Regions from separate parts of the Ostrinia nubilalis genome. Here region 2 is linked to region 1. The links are chromatin contacts, called in public Hi-C maps. All regions are on one chromosome and are shown on one strand. Each heading gives the region's core, a stretch centred on a gene start, on an enhancer-like site or on the middle of the called end of the contact. The rest is flanking DNA. Distances are from core to core; before and after follow the strand shown. Region 1 holds the start of LOC135080768 (dynamin). Region 2 holds the start of LOC135080938 (probable nucleoporin Nup54).

What was found. Hi-C and Micro-C count contacts between places; a contact is called where the count stands out from the background.
Region 2: a contact with region 1 is called in a Hi-C map of whole body, with 8 times the contacts expected there. The contact joins the promoter of LOC135080938 here to the promoter of LOC135080768 in region 1. A contact is called at or near these places in 2 of 5 Hi-C or Micro-C datasets (both in whole body).

What each region holds. Positions count from the first base shown.
Region 1 is chr2:5,880,032-5,883,329 of ilOstNubi1.1, forward strand. LOC135080768 (dynamin) reads left to right here and starts at 1,946. Exons shown (of 17, transcript XM_063975495.1): 1 at 1,946-2,322. The coding sequence starts at 2,159. LOC135080754 (protein PRRC2A-like) reads right to left here and starts at 346. Exons shown (of 11, transcript XM_063975482.1): 1 at 152-346.
Region 2 is chr2:6,143,984-6,147,351 of ilOstNubi1.1, forward strand. LOC135080938 (probable nucleoporin Nup54) reads left to right here and starts at 1,576. Exons shown (of 13, transcript XM_063975668.1): 1 at 1,576-1,879; 2 at 2,134-2,244; 3 at 2,703-2,801; 4 at 3,175-3,368. The coding sequence starts at 1,813. LOC135086298 (endothelial differentiation-related factor 1 homolog) reads left to right here and starts at 150. Exons shown (of 1, transcript XM_063981086.1): 1 at 150-971. The coding sequence starts at 269. The coding sequence ends at 709.

The sequences.
Region 1 (3,298 bases), core at 696-3,195:
ATTCACTGGTGTATATTATTCACATTTAGATTTCAGAAGTAACCAAAATCTAGCACAGAATAACGGTACTGACAAGATAGAAGTAGAAGAACGGTAAAAACAAACTAATTTTTGGAGATAGATCGCAAACAAAAGCAAAATAGATATCTACCTTGGTCCGTTATTCTCGGTATTACAATATATAAATTATTTAAGCTCAAATGCTAATACCCTAACAAAGATTACTTTAGATTTTAACTATACTCTACGCTACCAAAAACTTATATCACTTTATTTTAAGATGGCGTCTCCAAAAGACGATCTCCTTCCTTTTCAATCAATAGCGTGACGTCACAAAGACCAAAGACGCGTCACAGCGCCCTCTATCGGAAAAACCTTAAAATTGACATAGATGATATAATGCTATTTTGAATCAAAAAAGGTTGGTCCATGAACATTTTTGTCTAAAACCGCAGCCGCGGATTTACGATTTTTTTATCAACATTTTTGAATTTATCTTGTTCAAGAAACATCTTTGGCGTTAACAAAAAAAAAAACACGCGCATTGAACAGTGGTTTAAAATGTCGTTTTCCTATTTTAATGTGAATAAATTAAACTTGTTCAACGCGCACTTAACTTTTTGTAATGGCCGCTTGTTTATGTGAGTGGGTATAATTTCAAGCCAAAATTCTGTATTCCATACAAAGGTGTCTACAAAGATTTTCAATGTCTTTGGAAAATGTAATGATTTCAAAAGAATGGATCAATGAGCGTTTATCTTTCAATTATCTTTGCGCAGTTGTGTTCAAAAAAAATTAATATTATTGTCTTTGACAAATGACAGTTTTTTGACTTTGATTTTTTGACATATGGGGGGCTAATTCTACAAAAGGGCCAGCTGAGACCAAAATTTAAAAAATAAATAAATATAAATTAAATGTGTCCCAGAAAGTGGGACCTCTTCTTCTATTACTTAGACATTTTTTGTCATTAACGGACTCAGGAGGACTCATGAACTAACTTTCCGCCAACATTTTGCCGTTCGCCATTCCTATAGCATGGCTTGCATGATTCGAACAATGGGTTAATGAATTTTACATATTGGACGGCTGTTTATTGATAGTGGTTTGTAAGGGACTACTATCATGCTAGACGTCACGGGTTCGATTCCCGCTATAAATTTAATATTCACATTGCATTTGATAATGTTTGCTTAATTTGGGATTAAATGGAAATGGCGCAGTGTAAAATGTCCAATGATATTTATAAGTTTTATGATCATTAGTAATTTGTTTGTTATTGGAAATTGAATTCCGTCCGACCCGTCCGTAGATGGGTCCAAATTATATAGTCTGTAGGTAAAAATAGATTCCGGTATAGAAAATTATATTCTCCTCTTTCCTCCTATTAAGATAGTGAAATGTTGTTCAAAATATTTTCTGTACGTGTTTCAAAACTTTATGACATACGAACGTATACTTACCTTACTTACTACTTACGCAAGTATCCTAATATTCGCTATAGGTACCTACCTATAGCGAATATTCTTTTTAATGTAGTATAATAACATAATATAAAGCATAATCATCATTTAGCCTTTTTTCCACACCTTCTCTGGCCAAAGGGGTGGAAGAGGTCTAATGTTAGCTTAATATTATTATAATATAAATAGAATAATAATAATTATGCAATACTACACTAATTAATCAGACATGTTTTACATTGCATAATAATTATGGCACGAAATCATCATGCTGTGATAGGTAATGTATAGTACTAATACCTCGTAACAAATTAACAATTAGATAACATTTATCTCTTTTTTTTTTACGATATCTAACTATTTATTAATATGTCTACTATTTCGTGTTTCCGTGCGTGGTGCAATATTTGCTTCAGTTGGCATACAACTGTGTAAAATAATACCTACCCGAGCTAAATCATCCTACCTAAACCTACCTACCTAGAACTTATTGCATGGATGGTGGCAGTGAAAATACAAGCAAGCCAGGAAATTCAATGATTTTTCTCGTAGAGATGGCAATAACGGTCGATCTCTTCTAATGCATACGCATGCGCTTTATACCCGTTGGGATCATATTGATGAACGAAAAATCAGTAGGCGAAGTTCTGCGGAGAAGCTCATAGAACGAGGAGTGCCTGAGAAAACCGGCAGCCATGTCGGGGAATTTAGGAATGGAACAATTGATTCCAATTGTGAATAAGCTACAAGATGCTTTTACACAACTTGGTGTGCATATGCAGTTGGACTTGCCACAAATAGCAGTTGTAGGTGGACAATCGGCTGGTAAAAGTTCAGTGTTAGAAAATTTTGTGGGCAGGTACGTAGTCTATTTTATATCAAATAAAATTTTCATTTAATCATAATTTGTTGCTACATTAGTGAAAACAAGTATCAGTACCCTATATTATTTATATCCATAATTACCCAAGTATATAATTTATGTTATAAGTTGTAACAAAAAGATCGATAAGTGAGATAAAAAAATGATTAGGTATCAAATTTAAAGAGAGGAAAGTCTCCCTTAATATTAATTAACAATTTTTAATTCCAATAATGTAATATGTTTCGGTTGTAGGTATTTTTTATGGAATATTTATAGTAGTTTTGAATTCATTTGAGATTTTACAAATTATTTGAAGACTTTCTAATTCTGTTACTTCTTTAAGCTTTAAAAACGATTCGTGAAACATAATATTATTTTTGTATACTGGCCTAGATTTAGTGCGCATGTCTAATGTTATTGATTGGTTATGTACTTTAAAATGTGAATGACTTTAATTGATTATTTGTTACTGTTATACATACATACTATACTATTTTCGAAGATATCGAAATATAAAAAATTTATTTGTTAACCCTTAAAACCACTTACAACTGAAATGTGGTATTTTGCTCTAAGCGCTGTACAGCGCTACATGATTAGAGATGGGTTTCCACCCGGGTAAAAACCCACATGAGGGTAAAAACCCAATAAAAACCCGTTTCATTCCACCCGTGGGTGTTTACACCGGGTGAAAACAAATAATTTTATAATTATTTCAATTGGTATCTTTTCTTTATTTTTATCGAATTTTTCTCATTTAGGTTTATTGATTCAAAAGCTCAGCCGTGATTCCATCATCACCCGGTGCCTTGTTGTTCTTTAGCTGTTTGAGAGCCATTCTAATCTCGTACAGACTGACGTCCGGGATATCTTCGGTATAGTGTCGGATCAATCTAGCTCTTGGGTCTTCGGCTAGATTTGTGACAGGTGTGCGCACACTCGAAATTTAGTAGGAACACAATAATTTGTG
Region 2 (3,368 bases), core at 326-2,825, 260 kb after region 1:
TGTGCGTGGACTTTATGTATGTATGTGTGCGTGTACTATGTATGTATGTGAGCATTACGTACGTAGGTTAAGTACAGGGAATTTAACACCAGGCTGTCAATTAGTAGGTTCAAAAATTTGACAGAGAGGGTTCTCTATTTCCTATGTATTACTTTTCTCTATGGCAAAAACAAAATTACTTCACCTCGGAGAACACGAGTGAGGTTTGTCACGGCGAAAAATTTTTCGTAATTTCGTCAAGTCTACCCAGTGATATTACAGCAGCAAAATGTCTGATTGGGATACGGTTACCATTCTACGCAAAAAACCACCTAAAGCGTCTGCATTGAAGACTGAACAAGCCGTTAATGCCGCACGTCGTCAAGGTTTGCCCGTGGATACTCAACAAAAATATGGTGCAGGTACTAATAAACAACACGTTACCACAAAAAATACAGCTAAATTGGACAGAGAAACTGAAGAACTGCGCCACGATAAGATTCCGTTGGATCTGGGAAAACTTATAATGCAAGGACGGCAGGCTAAAGGCATGAGCCAGAAGGATTTGGCTACGAAAATTTGTGAAAAACCTCAAATTGTAAACGATTATGAAGCCGGTCGTGGAATACCCAATAACATTGTACTCGGCAAAATCGAAAGAGCAATTGGCATAAAACTTCGCGGAAAAGAAAGAGGCCAACCACTACAGCCTCCTGGAGGAAAGAAATAACGGATTCCCTGGGAGGCGAAGACTATACTCCGATTATTTATTGCATAATAATTGCCTCTAAATTGCTGTTAAAATCTCAATGTATAGGTCACATTGAAAAAAGAATATTCATTTAATTTTCTCTGGAATGTTCCGTTTGTGATTACGACATATTTCTATGCTGTTGTGTGGGCATTGGCTAGTGTTACCACCACGAAAAATAATTATAATGTTGAGCAATTTAAAATGTGATATGCAATAAAAATAGTTATGATTTGAGAAATAGTTTGATTTGTTAAACCCTCCCCTTTTATGTACCCACCTAATAATGCGAATGCGAAATTGAGTTTTCTGCAAGTGGAGTGTATCTTCCGTCCCGTCCCTAGCCTTTTTCGCGATAGTAGTGACTGTGACTGGCGCAAGTCCGAATTTGGCTAAATAAATACAACGCGACAATGCGCTCCGCGTTTGTATGTTAATAAATAATATAGTTTCGCTCCGTGAATTGATTCGATTTTCGGGGCAATCTAAAAGTTCTACTTGTCTAGGCTCGGAGCTCGTAAGAAATTGGCAGTCATGCAATGGGGCAATTTTGGAACAAACAAAGAAAAAGTAGAAACACCTATTCGACGCAAATCATTAAATCACCGAAATGGGCTAGCTGTGGATTCTTTTCATTTACTGACCATATGACTGACCATTAACTTTTACTCATGATGTGGATACGATACGATATGACTGACCATTAACTTTTACTCATGTGGGTACGATACGATACGATACGATCATCTACTAGTGGTAAATACTCCTTGTACATCATGTATCAATTGGAGTAAAAGCTTGTATCCAGAGCCGTGAAATAAATGTCAAATTTTATAAAAATAATTAAAAATGCTACGATTGACAGCTGCTGACTGACAGCCTGGTACCGACGATACATTTTGAATTTTTGATCGAAATTATTTATTATAAACACATGTAATTAAAAGTATTCCATAATTCAATTTATTGGTCAGTTTCGGTCACCTTTCTACGCTGCAAAGAGTTGCGGCAAGAATTTCAATATTGCAGTGTTTTGAGGTTATGATACATAGTTTATAAACAAGAGATATCGTTAGGCCGATATGGCTTTTTCTTTTGGTGCTTCTACAGGTACCACCCAGAGTGCCCCTTTCGGCTCTGCAGCTAAACGTAAGTTTGCATAATGTATAGTTATTTTCCCAAAACTTTGACTTAGTCACAATAATGTTAAATGTTGCTAATGGCATCAAGTTGGTCCCGTTGCGCACTAGTTATTGAGGTATTTTTGTACTATTTATTTAGTTCTTGTGCTTGCGTCTGAGTACATCCCTTTAACTACAACTGACTCTTAAAGTTTGACAATTAATTATATGTATTTTTCTAAAAGGTTTAGATCTTATGGCTTATGTTTGTGTATGTTATAGCAACATTCTCATTTGGGAGTACTAATACTGCCACTACCTCAAACGCTGGATTCAGTTTTGGAACCTCCACAACTTCCTCTGGCTTTGGTTCATTGGGAGCAACTAGTACAGGTATATTTTTCTTTTGATACTGTCATTTATCGACTTTTAAAAAGACTGCATAATGTTTAAATAATACTTAAATTCAAGGCTTTCTGGTGTAATAGTTAATTACTGGAATACTATGCTCTAAGTCACATCCATTCTGTTTTGGCTTTATTATTTGATCTACAAGCTACAAGTTCCTTTAAAAACTAAATAGTCTGCTATTGATAAGCTTAGTACCCAGAAAATGAAGTGTAAATTTTAATTAACTAGCTTTTGCTCGCGGCTTCATCCGCCTGAAATTTAGTGCCACAGATTCGCATAAATTATAGCCTATATGTTAATCTGGGTTACAAATAATAATACTGTAAAGTTTCAACCAAATCTGTTCAGTAGTTTTTGTGTGAAAGAGTAACAAACATCCACACTAACTTTCACCTTTATAAATTATTAGTAGGATTTATTTTATTTTATTTTGTATGCAGCTGCACCTTTTGGAGGCTTAGGGACAGCTCCGGCGTCTACGGCACCATCATTATTTGGTGGAACTGGCTTTGGAAATACAACATCTAAACCTGCAACAGGTAATGTAGTCTGTTAATTTGCAACTGTGAAGTATGTGATTATTATAAAAAAATATCGCTTTTCCTGGTAAGCTAGTACTCGGAGGCGAATTGTAATTAAAATAGTGGCGATCACAATAGATTACTGGTCAGTGATACTGGGACTTCATGGAACCAGAATAGCTGTTTAACGAAAAAAAAAAGTTAAAACTTCTTTTTATTAAATTACCTTGCTCTTAATAATGCAATCTATAATTTTAATGATCTTGTGCTGTATCTTTTGTATATTTCATTCTTTTTGTTTTCTTGTCTTGTGTGACTAAAGTGTATTTTATCTATCATCTATTACCTTTTAACTAGCATCAATGTAACATCTATTGTGTTTTGTTTACAGGCTTTGGAACTGGTGGATTTGGTACCAACACATTTGGAACAGGTACAACTTTCGGAGCTGGTACTTCTACTTTCGGCAGTACAGCCCCAACATTTGGTACCAACACACTTGGTTCCAACACGCTTGGCTCCAACACATTTGGCACTTCAACATTTGGTACTGGATCAACATTTGGTACTGGATCAACATTTGGT